Regions from separate parts of the Hordeum vulgare genome. Here region 1 is linked to region 2. A link is a contact called in public Hi-C data. All regions are on one chromosome and are shown on one strand. Each heading gives the region's core, a stretch centred on a gene start, on an enhancer-like site or on the middle of the called end of the contact. The rest is flanking DNA. Distances are from core to core; before and after follow the strand shown.

Region 1 (7,133 bases), core at 836-3,335, 420 kb before region 2:
ACCTTTAAACGGAATGTAAGGGAAAAAAGAAAGAATTAAATATGTAGATTGCTACCTATCCCAATCAAACTAAAATCACAATGCCTTGGCAAATTTGTACCTGCTGATGATTTTCTGCACGAGTACGTTTGGTGTGTACGATCCACTCTGACACTCTTCTTAATTTTGATCTTGTAGCATTCCCGAGTTTACAGTTAATTAAGAATTCATCAATTCCTAATAAAAGAGCCCATGTGTTTAGTTATCCAGTAATAGTTTTTTCTTCTTCTTAAACACAACTATCTGCTGGAAAATAAATGTAGATGCTAATATAAACATGAGGGAGAAGGAGTTGTTCGAATATATTGCCCACCTTTTTCCCATCAACAAAGCCCTTACACTGTTAGTCTAATGTATATTTTCCCAATTTTCTCGATAATAAAGATGGCAAAAACATCATTTTAATTACTCCTGGGTCACCGCATTTTTAAGTAATACAACCAGGACAATGCCAGTAAAGACTAAAGAGCGGCAATGAATAAAACAAATGCAAAAAACCATACCTTCAGGTTGCACTAAATCTTTCGAGTTCATCAAAATTTGGACTGCAGACATCTGAGAAGCTCTTCCCTCCAAGCCATTTCTAAATTCTACCATCTTAATATCTAAAGAAAAAGAACGAGAATGTCTCACCACATGCTGTTTGCATGCACATAAGCTACATCGCTAGGTTAAATCAGAAACAAGCTGACCCAAAAGGGACATACTATGCTAAGGGGTTTGTGAGAAGATAACTAATTACCATTCGAAAGACCAAATGGGCATGGTTTCGCTTAGTTTTTATCAGTGAAGGAAGTTACTCCATTGCAACTGAAAGCATTACACGGGTAAAGATCAGTTCCTTACTCTGCAACAGTAAAACATCGCCGGCGACTATGCTAGAACTGGTATTGTTGGACCATAGAGAGACGGAGAAGCTGGACCTCGTCTCGTCACCAACCTCTAGAATAACTCTCTGATACGTCCTTCCGGTTGCGGCATTTTGTTCCTGGGAAAGCAGAAGCATGAATCTAAGCCTCGGGCCGACATGACCAAAGATGCGTCGACATCGTATCAATCTCTTTTTTCCCCCATCGTCGAAGGAGATTATTACATTCTACTAAGTGGAAGCAGGATTGCTCGTTACCTGGTGGGGAAGGACACGGCGAACGGACGCCAGGAGCTGCACGAATCCACCCACATGGCCGGCGGCCGCCGACAGGTCGATCAGCGGCCCGTACCAGCTCACGACTGCTGCCATTATACGGCCGCAGACGCCGGCGAGTAGAATGGGATCTTCCCTCGGACCGAAGCCGCCGCCGCCGCCGCCGCCGCACGAGCTCGGGTCGTGCTTCGCCGCCCTCCTCCCAAAAGGCCGCGAATGTATATTTTCCTTGCGCTCGACGTTCCTGGGCCTCTGAAACAAGGCCCATAGCACTCGCGAAACCGCCGAAAGTCCGGCACGCACAGTGGAAGAGTGAACTGCGGTCAACTAACTGGCGCTCACTGCTAAAAAAAAAAAAAAAACTAACTGGCACTCGTACCGGGGCACCAATCCGCCTCGTGCACGAACCTGCACGGCCGTCGGTGCACACGAGTTCTTTCTTTTATCATCTCTGCACGCGCAATCACACGGCCGCATACCAAACCTCCACTGCGTGTGCGCGTCGGTTGGCTGACGAAGCAGCTCGGGTAGCAAAACGGAGCTCCTTTCCTTTGTTAGGGGAAAAAGAACTTCAGATCGCTCGTTCAGAAACCCAACAATTCAACAGGACGACTGACATGCACTACCAGCAGTTCGATGCACCGTCACATCAGCGCACACCTAGGCTGCTGGCCACGTCACTCCTCAAGTCATCGTCTCGTCAGGTTGGACGAAAAGAAGTCCGTCCGTAAGATTGACGGGAGAGGCAAGTCATCCGGCCGCCCGGCAGCACCCGGTACCCCGCACTCGGCCGGAAAAGCTACCCAACGGGCCATGTTTTTCTACGCACCAAGTCCAACTTGGCCACCAACCAACCATCCACTTATCCCGTTTGCCAAGTAGTGGCCGCCCCGCCCCGCCCCGCCCGGCCCGGCCTACCCCGGTCGACGCACCGCCGCCCCGGTCCACAGCATCCTTCCCTCCCCAAAGGAAAACCACCCACACGTACTACGCGCTTCCTTCCACGACCTTCCTCCCACTTTCCCCGCCCCCTCTACCAGTCCACCGCCGATGCCGCCGGCCTCGCCGCCCACCTGACGCCATGCCGCGCCACTACCGTCGGATCCTCTTCTCCGACGACTGCGATCCTTGGTATGGCTGTCCCCCGCCTCCCGCCCCTCCCTTCTTCACTCCTTCCCCCTCTCCCTCGCCTTCCTCTCCGCCTCCGATCACATCGCCTTCTCCTCCTTCGCCTTCTTTCTCCTTCTATATCCCTACTATCTCGGACCTCGCTCCGTGCCCTTCCCCCGTCCATGCCGGCGGCGGTGGTGGGAGAGACCAGGGAGGAGGAACTTACGGGTACGGCGCAGTCGATGACCACCGCCGCCGCTTCGTCACCTACGTCCTCAGCGCCGCCGCGGCGCTCGCGTTCCTCTCCCTCATCCTCCTCGGCGTCTCGATCGCCGTCCGTCGCCGGCAGATGCGGCGCCGGCGGCAGGCGCTCCTCGCCCAGGCGCCGGCCGCCGCGACCAACGTCGGCAACGACGACCCGGAGGGCGGCGGCGGCGGGGGCGGCGTGGTGCACCACGTCTGGTACATCCGGACCGTCGGGCTCGACGAGGCCGCGATCGACTCGATCGCGGTGACGCCGTACCGCGCGGGGTCTGGCCTCCTCGGCGCCGCCGACTGCTCCGTGTGCCTCGGCGAGTTCAACGACGGCGAACTCGTTCGCTTGCTGCCCAAGTGTGGCCACGCGTTCCACGTCCCCTGCATCGACACCTGGCTCCGCGCCCACGTCAACTGCCCGCTCTGCCGCTCTGACGTGATCGACCCCGCCGCCGCGCCCGCCGGAGTCGGCATCGAGTCCAACCCACCAGCTGATCCAGATGCGAGCGCCAACGCCGCAGCCGAGCAAGCGGCTGCCGCGAGCGATTCGACGCTGGAGCATGAAGACGAGGAGGAGGAGGACCAAGAAGCGCCGCGCGTGGAAGAAGACCAGCACGAGCAGCAACCCAGTTCGCCAGAGCCAGAGCCATTGCCGCAGCTCCCAGGCCCGCTGCCGCGGAATGTGCGGCGCGCGGCATCCATGAACGCGGCGATGGTCTCAACGGCGGCAGATGTCGCCGCGCTGGACCGGCTGCCTGACGCGGCCCCCGAAGGGGAGGAGCAGAATGGCCGAGATAAGCATCAAAGTGGTGCGACCGGCCATCCGAGCACCGTGAGGCCCGCGTCCGGCGGTCTCCCGAGGTCCTTCTTCTCGCGGCACTGCCGCGCTCGGAGCTCTGTGCTGCCGCTCTGACGGTGCCGAGATCCCGAGCTGAATTTTGATCCTTGTCGCCAATAATGTTACCCGATCGACGCCCCAAATGCGTGTAATACTTGTTGCTTGTAATCTCAAAACCGATGATTGCGAGTTCAAACGCGAAATGCAGCAAAGAAAAGTCTGCAATCGATAAACGCACGCATGGTTTTTGCACACTGTACATACGTTCTCTTCGTCGAGCTCGTCAGTCAAATTCCCATGTCGACCTTTATTTGTTGTCTGTTTCGTGCAATTAAGAACAGATATCAGACCAGAACACGAATAGAGAATAGAGATTTAGGAAGATGTTCTTGTATTCTTGTCTACGAAGCAGACACTGCACTTTGTTGGCTGCTCTTTTCCTTGCTATACCCTACATTTTCTTCTCTTCAACTAACATGGGAGTGTCATCGCAAAAAAAAAAAAAAAAAAAAAAAAAACACTAAACTAACATGGGAGTGGATCGCATCATCCGCCTCTCAAACTTATCGAAGGGAAAACGTGCCCTCATGGCCTCGTGGGGTCGTTGGCACGGGAAGATTTTGTCTACTGGTCTACAGTTTTTTATTTCCTGATGATGGTAGCAGATGAGCTTGTAGCTATTTTTTTTTTTCAAAAAAAAAGATGTCAGATCTATTATTAAAATTCATTAAAAGTACAAAGTATCTCAAACATAATAAAAATCATATCAAGATCCCGAGACTCTGAGACACTCGATCAACCACTACCGCCAACGCATCGTTGTCATCGCTCCCCTATCGGAATAGGCTTGACCTTGTTGATGACAGCTGAAAAGTATTCGTACATGTGTCCATAGCGTGGAGCCATATTCATCACATATGTCCGTGAGCTTGTAGCTGCTTGATTAGTCATATCTAATCAGCTACTCAAAGCAATTGCGGTCAAGACGCCGCACTAGTGCAAACAAAGAATCTCGAACTTGATAATTTCTTCAAAGCATGAGGTGCACTCACGTTCATTGCTATGTGCTCCTGACGCGGCAGACAAGCTGACCACAGAACTACTTCCATTTTTGTAAGATCGGACGGTTCTACTGAATTATCTCTACTATTAAAGGAGGATCTGCCGTCTGTCGTGATGGTTCGACCTGTAGCGATCCCCATTCTATCGCTGGAAGCCCTCCCATCCACGTTCTCCTCCCATAGATTTTTTTCAACCCTCTGAAAACCAAACGGTTTGATAAAGAAAACCACCCCTGTGCACCCCCTCCTGGATCGGTAACTCCTTCTGCCCATGTGCAACCCTCCCTCCAACCCAGCCCAAGGATCCTCCCAGGCCCCAGCCGCGTTAGGAAAGAAAAAAGACCCACCCACGATCACACGCCCCGCACGACTGGTCTCCCCGACAACGTCGCTCCCAATCACGTCTCTCTCCCTGCACCCGAGAAATTTCGCCACCGCCGCCGCTCTACTCCTCATTTACCTCGTTATCGTCGTGGCCGCAATACTGGTCGTGGGAGTCTAAGACAACGATTTTGATTAGGTTTTTTTATTGACTAGCTATTGTTATCATCAATACTACAATTGATGTTCACCATGGTGAAGGTTTGATAAAATCCGAGCATGTGGTCCTACATAGGAATGTTGGAATAAATATATATGTTCAGGGCCTCTTTGATTCTCAGGATTTTGAAAACGCAAGAATATGGAAAGTAGAGGATTGAATGGCATGTCCATTTAAACCCCATATGATTAACAATGAGTGTTTGATGGCACAAAAAAACAAAGGACTTATAAAAGAGATTGGAGTGGATGCTAGATTTTTGTGAAATGTAGTACAAAAGATTTCATAGAAAAAATTCATACGGGATCCAACCCTATGAATCAAAGGACAATTGTAGGAAAAATCCCTAAGGATTTCAATCCTTCAAAAATCTTGTAGAATTATTTTGAATCAAAGGAGCCCTCAAATTATTGGGCCTAGCCCATTTATCTTCTATTGATAATTCCTAGTTTAAATCCTAAAGGACCATCTATCCCACACACACAAAATCCTAAAAGCCCATCTAACTCATTAATGCATGACAAGTGATGTGAAATTTTACTCTCACCACGCTAACGAAGAATGATTTAGACCAACATATGAAGTAGGTTTTTTCACCCACACACCCACACACCCACACACGCCGATAGGAACATTAGAATACAACGCATACACACTCATCCTTCGCCACCGACCTCATGCGCATTGTCTTTCATGAAAAGATCGAGTCAGGCTAGGACCTATGCCATGTGTGTGTGGTTTGTTCTTTTTGTTGCACGTGATGGAAGTTGAAACATTGTTTGGATGTACTAAAAGAGATAGAAGTGTGTGCATTTCCTCTCCAATAGTGGATCTGTTTCAATTGTATGAGACTACAGGAGGTCTCTCTCTCGTCGTCACACTATCTCTCAACACATACACATATGAGACCACCCTTCGATTCCGAAGCTTTGTGTTGCCTACTACTTTTCAGTTACCACTTCCTCGTGTGCACCGCGAAGTGGGATAACAGACCTGAAAGTGCGTTATATCGACTAGAGGGAGGGGGTGAATAGGCATTTTCTACAAATTCGTCACTGAGGAATTACTAATTGAGGAATTTGCTAAGTGACCAAATACTCGCAACGGAATAAGTACTCAAGTGCATGCATGGTAGAGCAGTAGCATAGTCATCATGATGAAAAAACATACACATAGCACAAGCAACGTGTAAAACAAGATAAGCAGGTGAAGAACAAGGTGACTGAAGAATTTGGGTTGAGGAAATTGAGAAAGTATTCAGTCAAAGTCGTCAAACAGTAACGATCTATTTCATCAACAAGTACTCGAGGAAATGAATGGGTTGCGGAAATAGAACTAGGGGCTTGATGAAGACGATGATTTGATGACCCAGTTCCAACTGATGTGACAATCGTACGTCTGGTTTGGAGCGGCTTGGTATTTAAATCAAAGGATACACAGTCCTTACTGTATTGTCCTTGAGCCAAGGTCACACAAACCTCACCCAACACTCATGGTAAGTCTTCAAGGTAGACTTTCAAACCTTCACAAACTCGGTCACCCGGAAATCCACAATTTCCTATTGGATGCTCTAGACCATTGACGCCTAACCGCTTGTAAGATATAGAGTCTTCAAAGGTAACAAGCATTGGTTCCACACAGGAACAATCTCTTCAGTGATGCTCAATCACTGTGGGTTTTAGGTGTTGGGGTTTTGGGTTTTTCCTCACTAATGATTTTCTCTCAAAGTCCTCGGAGGATGGGTTGCTCTCAAATGACACTTGTCAATTTCTCTCTCGGAGCAACCAACCAACTAGTGGTTGTGAGGGGCGGCTATTTATAGATAGGGTGCAACCTGACATGATAAGACATAAATGCCCCTAATGATATGACCGTTATATGGATAAGATGTATTGGGACAGCTCGCGCTAAGCATAACAACAGTCGAAATTTCAAACTATGAAAGTCCTTAGGACTATCATGTTCCTCATTGTAGGCAACAACGTTCACAATATGACTGAACTGTAAGAGATTTCCGAAGGCTTCACTCGAAAGATTGGATATGCGTAGGCTTTGAGATGAGCATCACTTGAAAAAATTTCCTTAGTATTAACTCGACCCCCTTTAACAATACGATGTTTCCTATGACTCAATAGAAAGGAAATA
Region 2 (6,482 bases), core at 463-2,962:
CCTCCCCCTCGGGCCCACGACATCGTCCTCGCCAGGAACGCCTGCCACCGCCGCCCGCCGCCGGCATTGCCGAAGCTGCCTCCCCCGTCCGCGGGCCGGCCTCCGCGCACGCTCCCCTCGGGGCTCGCTCCGGCGAGGTCGATCAGGCTGGTGGCGTGGCGCAGGCGGCGCGACCTGAGCACCTGCTCCCTCACGTGGTGCGGCAGCCGCAGGGTGAACCTCTCGTGGTCGCTCCGCTCGGCGGCGGCCGCCGACGCCGCGAAGAGCGAGTGCCCCGTCGAGTGCGACCTCGGCAGCCTCGCCGCCCGCCGCTCGCTGCGCAGCATCTCCAGCTCCATCGCCTCCTCCTTCCTGTCGTCCTCGTCGCTCTCCTCCTCTTCCTCTTCCCGCACCGGTATCACCACGGCGTGCGGCGGCGACGGCGAAGGCGAGGGCTGACGCCGCGCCACCTGCTCCGGCGACGGGGGCGCCACGGCGGGCGCCGGCGGCGGCGGCGGCTTCTCGAGGTTGGCGCGGCAGAGCGGGCACGTGATCCGCGCCTCGAGCCAGGGGTCGATGCACTCCGGGTGGAAGGCGTGCGAGCAGTGCGGCAGCAGCCGGAGGTCGTCGCCCTCCTCGAACGCCGTCAGGCACACGGCGCACTCCAGCACGCCCCTGCCGATCTTGTGCTCCTTGATCTCCCGGTACGGCATGATCGGGAACGTGGCCACCGTCGCCGGGTCCAGCCCGCGCTTCCCCCTCCTGGACGCCCCGGGCCCGGCCGCGGCGGCGTTGGCACCCTGCGGCGCGGCGTTCTCGGCGAGGCGGCACTGATTGATGTAGGCGCAGAAGAAGAGCAGGAAGAAGAAGACGCTGATGGCCACGGTGATAACCGTGGACATGGTGCGACCGAACGGCGTGGGCCTCGGCGGCGGCGCCACCCCGGTGGACTGCGGCGCCGGCGGCAAAGACTGCGCCACGCATGCGCCGGCGCCGGCGCCGAGGAGGCAGACAAGGACGAGGAGGTGTGTACGCACCTCCATCACCGCAACCATAGGATTGGCAGGTGAGGCGGTGGCCTACTCTACTCCAATGGGATTCGGCTCACGCCACAAGAGCGAGAAAGAGAGAGAGAGCTCAGCTGGAGCCTGGTGGTGCGGTGTGGTGTGCTACTGCTACGTTAGCGGCGGCGGCGGCGCCTAAATCCCGAGGGAAATTCGCACCTTCCTTTTCTTTCTTTCTTGGGTAGAAATCTTCTGACGGGTGGACACTTTGCCTTTTGCCCTTTACGTTTCTACATCTGGATTGATCTGTTTTGACTATACTAAATTTGTAATCACACTGAATGCGATGCCATGTAGGAGTAGATGATGCGATTATTAATTGTGTCGACTGTAAATGCCATACAATATGCCATAATTGTGGAATGCAGTATTCGAGAATAAACTGTGGATGTAGCTGATGATGCCCCCTGACGCCAAGAAATCCTTAAACAAGCTCATCTAGATCGTGACTGATTTTCATACGGCATGGACAATCATGTCTCACCGGTACATGCACCACCTGGCCAACGGTGTGAAGCATGAGGACAAAATGTCAAGTGTGATCGACCATGTGATGTCGCCTACCTGCGTGGAGCAGTTGTACAGATCATATGCCACTCAATTCGTTAGCGCCACAGGATGACACGAGTGCGATAAATTACCAGCTTCAGCTTTAGCCGTACCTGGGTAGTTGGTACCTGAGGCACGCCCGTTCCTAGCTGAACTAGATCAATATATAAACACACACACCGCTGCCACACATGTGGCAAAATCATGCATGCTATGAGTTAAGCTGGACCTGAAAATATATTTCTTACGATAATGCGGCGCCGAACCTGATATTATAGTCAGATTATATTTGCCAAAAAAAAAATTGTTCTAGAGTCCATTATTCTCGTACCATAACACACCAGCAGGCAGCTGTTCCCGGCAGGGCATAACATGCCAATCAGGAGCGCGCGCTTGCTCTGCTCGACAGTATACAGCTCTTCTGCAACATCAGCTCTCTAAAGCTATCCGCCGTGTCGGTGAAACCGGCGGCCAGAAGAGTATCGAACAGCCTGTTGCAGGCGGAGACGTCGAACTCCGGGACTTTCGATCGCTGCCACTGGTCGACGACCTCCGCGGCATCCTTCAGTTGCCCGCACATCAGATAGGCAGAGAGCACGCAGACGTAGTTCCGACTAGTCATCCTCTGGGCGGTCATCTGCATCGATTTCCATATGTCCTTCACCCTGTCCAGGTTGCCGAGACCGGCGTGCAAGATGACGAGGAGGTCGTAGGTTATCCACTCCCTCTGGCTAATCTTCGCCTCGGCTTCCACCAGCGAATTCCCCGAGCTAACAAGCTGGCTGGCATCGACGTAGATGCTGGCAAGGTTTCGGTACAGCATCCATCCTTCGTTGGAGTTTGGATCTTTTGACATCTCGTCGAGGATTCCTTTGAACGCCTCGAGATCCATGGATGCAACCGATGCGCTGATCCGAAGGTTGTATGTGAATAGGTCTGGAGAAACGTTTTGCCTCTTCAATTCCTCAGCAAGAATTGGAACCTTATCAAGCTCTCCGACAGAAATATACAGGGTCATCATTTCGTTGTAGACCAGGACATCAATAGGTAGGTCTGCATCCTTCATTCTCTGAAACAGCCTCTCGGCTTTGTCTATCATCTTTGATCGAGCATATGAATGGAGGAGTGCAGTATATGCTTCCAGTGATTTGGCTGCAGGTGGAAGCTTCTCAAAAAAATCTTCGGCTGCATTAGCGCCAAAAACTTTTGTAATCAAGTCAATGCGCACTCCATAGTCGTTCTCAGATAAATCAGACTCATGATGTGTCTTCATCCACTCTGCCACCTGCAAAACTCAAAGTTAAGAACTAATGCTCATGCCCTTTTTCTTGTTTTTTTTAAGGAGAAATATAGCAGCCACGGTAAAATTGTTCAATCCTGTTTGTAAGAATTTCGTAGGTATCAAAGTAAGCAATGCAAACAGATAGAGGGAGAGAGAGGATTGTTTACTCGGCACACTGAGTTTTGTAAACAAGATAACGTGCTTATCATGCAGTTAAATAAAAAAAAAGATGGATTACCTAACACTACAATAAGATGGCACAGCATGTACATGAGATGAATGTTTATCTGACAATAACAACCTATCTAGTATTAAGAGTTTAGACCCGATACTACATGCATGCTACAGCTCCTCGTGACTCAGTACTACATGAGCTTACATGCCTCCTTTCCAATCAGCAATTGCAAAACAAGATCACTAAAGCACATACATGCTATTAGAATGATGCATAACTTGAAGGGAGACTTTATATAACAGAATGGCTATATTTCTTGTAAGCCGGCCAAATTGCACAAAAATTGTGTGCAACTTCACACAGTTCTATACAGAAAGTGGCACATATTTCTGAAATGTGCGCCTACCCTATTTCTGCCGGATAAAGGGTCAACATCCAACGTGAAATAGGTGATCCCTAACTTTAGAATTAACCAGCAGCAAATCCTTTCTATCCATACAGACAAATCGGCTACCTGAAGAATTCAACTACAGAAATCGAACATCAGCAAACATTTCATCACCATTTCCAAGCACGGCACAAACAGATCGTACCGCTGCGTTGCATATACATAAACAATAAACGTAAATCTGCACGGAATCGCCCCACGGAACCCTTGCCCTAACTACGCAGCGCAATCAGAGGGGATCAGGGATCTGGGGGCGCGCGAACCTCGAGCGCGTGCTTGTAGCGGCGGGCGCGGCTGAGGTCGCGGGCGATGCGGCGGAGCTCCGGCGCGGGGGCGGCGCGGCCCTCGCCGGCCCACTTCTCGAGCGCCTCCGTCGCGCTCCGCTTCGCCAGCCGCAGCCGGAAGATGTGGCTCCTCAGGTCGTCGTCCACGGCTACGACGACGACCGCGTCCTCAACGTCCGCCGGGATGGCCGGCGCAGCGGGGGCAGGGGACGGCGACTCCGCCGCAGAGGCGGTGCAGGAGGAGGAGGATAGGTGGCTAGGGCTAGAGGCGATAGAACGGGGGAGCGCAAGGTGCCGCGAGGCGCGAGCGGCTCGGAGAAGAGCCGCCGCCATCTCGTGTGCTCTGCCGCGGCGCTCCGCGCGAGCCAACCGTGACGCCGTAGTAGCAGTGTACAGTTTTCTTTTTTTTATGAGGGGAAATGGGAAAAGAGTGTACAGTTACAGTGCTGAGCTTCGGCTGCACAGTCGCCGCTACTGCTGGGCCGGAAATGTGCAATTTCTAAAATCTGCTGACAGTCGGCCGAGTACAGCGTGCGATTTTAGAGCAACTTTAAGTCCAGTCTTGGATAAAAAAAGGAAAATATAAGGAGAAGTGTCGGACCATAGCTCTTCCATGCGACGGCTTACACAGCCTCGCATGCAAGAATCTTTCATCTCATGATTACACAATCGCATTAAATGTTTTTTAAAACTCTAAAAATGATTTATCTAACAGATTCATATTTAATTAAAGATTCGTCTTCACCGTTAGGTTCATCTAGATGAGACGTTCAAATAAGATCGTGTGTTGACATGTTTCGTTGATTTTTTTGTCGTTCCTAGTTATCATATTTATGTCATCATAGTTGTCATCTTACGGATGTACAATTGTCATAAAAATTATACACAGTTACCGGGACAATAATTTTATGTTCTTTAAGTATTGCAGTGTTATGTGGAGCTAAAAAGTGGTTATTAAAGCACTAATAATAAGCAAGTAAATGCATGAACCAGCACAAGTACAATGAATCAAGTTTTTTAATGATGTATATCGCCATTCATAAACCTGATAACCAAGTTGATTTAATGTGAGTACTATGTGACAAGTAAGTGATAATAATTTGGCAAGTACCGACGAAAAAAAAGTTATCGAAACATGTCGGCATGGAATCTAGTTTTGAAGATCTCGTCGCGATATAGTGAGTGTTGAAAACAGATCATTAATTGAGATAACGGTTTGGGAGATAAATCTTTTTTAAAATACAAAATAAAAAATACATAATGATGTCATATTGCATGCATGCAAGAATGGATGAAAGGGAGCCGCCGCATGGAAAGACTAATTTTCTCAAAAATAAAAACGTAAGTCCAAAAGAAAAACGTAAGTCCAGCCCACATCAATAAAAACAGAAACTATTTTCTCAAAAATAAAAATCATCACCTCATATTATTCGTTAAACACCATTTTTTGTTTGCGGGTACGCTAAACACCATTTGGGGTTCTCATTCTCTATTGGAGGCCCTTTTTTACATGGTATTCCAACCAAATCCTCTCCGCCTCTTCCCTTTTTCCATGAAATCAAAAAAGAACGCACAATGGTGGATGGCTGAAAGCAACCATTGTTGGCGATGGTCAACGGTAGACGACAAAAAATTGAAGGCAATGCACAATGAAGGCCCATGTCGAGCGGTGATGGAGAGTCAAAATCGGGTAATCAACGATGACGATGAGTCATGGGCAATATTTGAGAAGGGATGGAAAGCCCATATTTTCTCCCCCAAGCATTTGGAGGGGAGTAGATTGAAAAAAAATGAGGAAGTGGGCAGGGGGGGGGGGGGGTTGGAATAGTTTTCTCTCTCAAAATCAGCCAAAACGAGGAACAAAGGACGGTGATGGGAACATGATTGGAATTGCTCTATGCTAAACAACTCATGATTTCCTAAATTCTCATAAGAAAACCGATAAGATACAATGGACAGTTAGAAGAGAGAGGTTTAGGGTTTTGCGTGGGGGTTAACATCCACCTCACGTCTTAGTATATATAGATGATCATGATACAATTACATACGTATTCCTATACGTGACAATATACAATATGCAAACTAGACCCTATTTTACATGCCCCTCATTCTGAATTACATACAAGATTCAGATTGGGCTTGAAGCGGTCTAGCATCTGTCGTGTAGCGGGTTTAGTAAATACATCCGCTAGCTGATCATCTGTTGAAATGAACCTGACATCCAATGCACCTGCAGCTACTCGTTCTCTCACAAAATGGAAATCAATCTCAATGTGTTTGGTCCGAGCATGAAACGTTGGATTCGCCGTCAAGTAAGTTGCCCCTGAATTATCACACCACAAAATGGGCGTGCGCTGCCGTGTAACTCCAAGTTCTTTGAGAACCGAGTCTATCCAAATGGCTTATGTCGCGCCATTTGCCAACGCCTTATACTCTGCCTCGGTGCTAGATCTCGAGACTGTAGGATGCTTCTTTGAACTCCAGGATATAAGATTGGGTCCAACAAATATAGCAAAGCCACATGTAGAGCGCATGTCATCGACACAGCTTGTCCAGTCTGCATCGGTAAATATACTGACTCCAATAAACCGGGACTTACGAATCCGGAGTCCCGTGTCTAGCGTACCTTTCACATACCTCAGAATACGCTTAACTGCTTCCCAATGAACCTCTGTAGGCTGAGACAAGAACTGGCACACTC

The links. A called contact is a pair of places that touch in the nucleus more often than the background predicts.
Region 1: a Hi-C map of leaf shows a contact between it and region 2, with 4 times the contacts expected there. The contact joins the promoter of LOC123426868 here to the promoter of LOC123426866 in region 2. A contact is called at or near these places in 3 of 6 Hi-C or Micro-C datasets (leaf and seedling) and 1 of 1 datasets of contacts at active chromatin or transcription factors (embryo).

The regions. Positions count from the first base shown.
Region 1 is chr2H:503,771,410-503,778,542 of MorexV3_pseudomolecules_assembly, reverse strand. LOC123426868 (RING-H2 finger protein ATL52-like) reads left to right here and starts at 2,085. Exons shown (of 1, transcript XM_045110767.1): 1 at 2,085-3,619. The coding sequence starts at 2,265. The coding sequence ends at 3,461. It overlaps LOC123426867, which reads right to left and starts at 1,963. Exons shown (of 7, transcript XM_045110765.1): 1 at 1,166-1,963; 2 at 886-1,027; 3 at 543-644; 4 at 101-216. The coding sequence starts at 1,279.
Region 2 is chr2H:503,347,168-503,353,649 of MorexV3_pseudomolecules_assembly, reverse strand. LOC123426866 (E3 ubiquitin-protein ligase ATL6-like) reads right to left here and starts at 1,712. Exons shown (of 1, transcript XM_045110764.1): 1 at 1-1,712. The coding sequence starts at 1,034. LOC123426865 (pentatricopeptide repeat-containing protein At5g09450, mitochondrial-like) reads right to left here and starts at 4,187. Exons shown (of 2, transcript XM_045110763.1): 1 at 3,761-4,187; 2 at 1,811-2,877. The coding sequence starts at 4,114. The coding sequence ends at 1,972.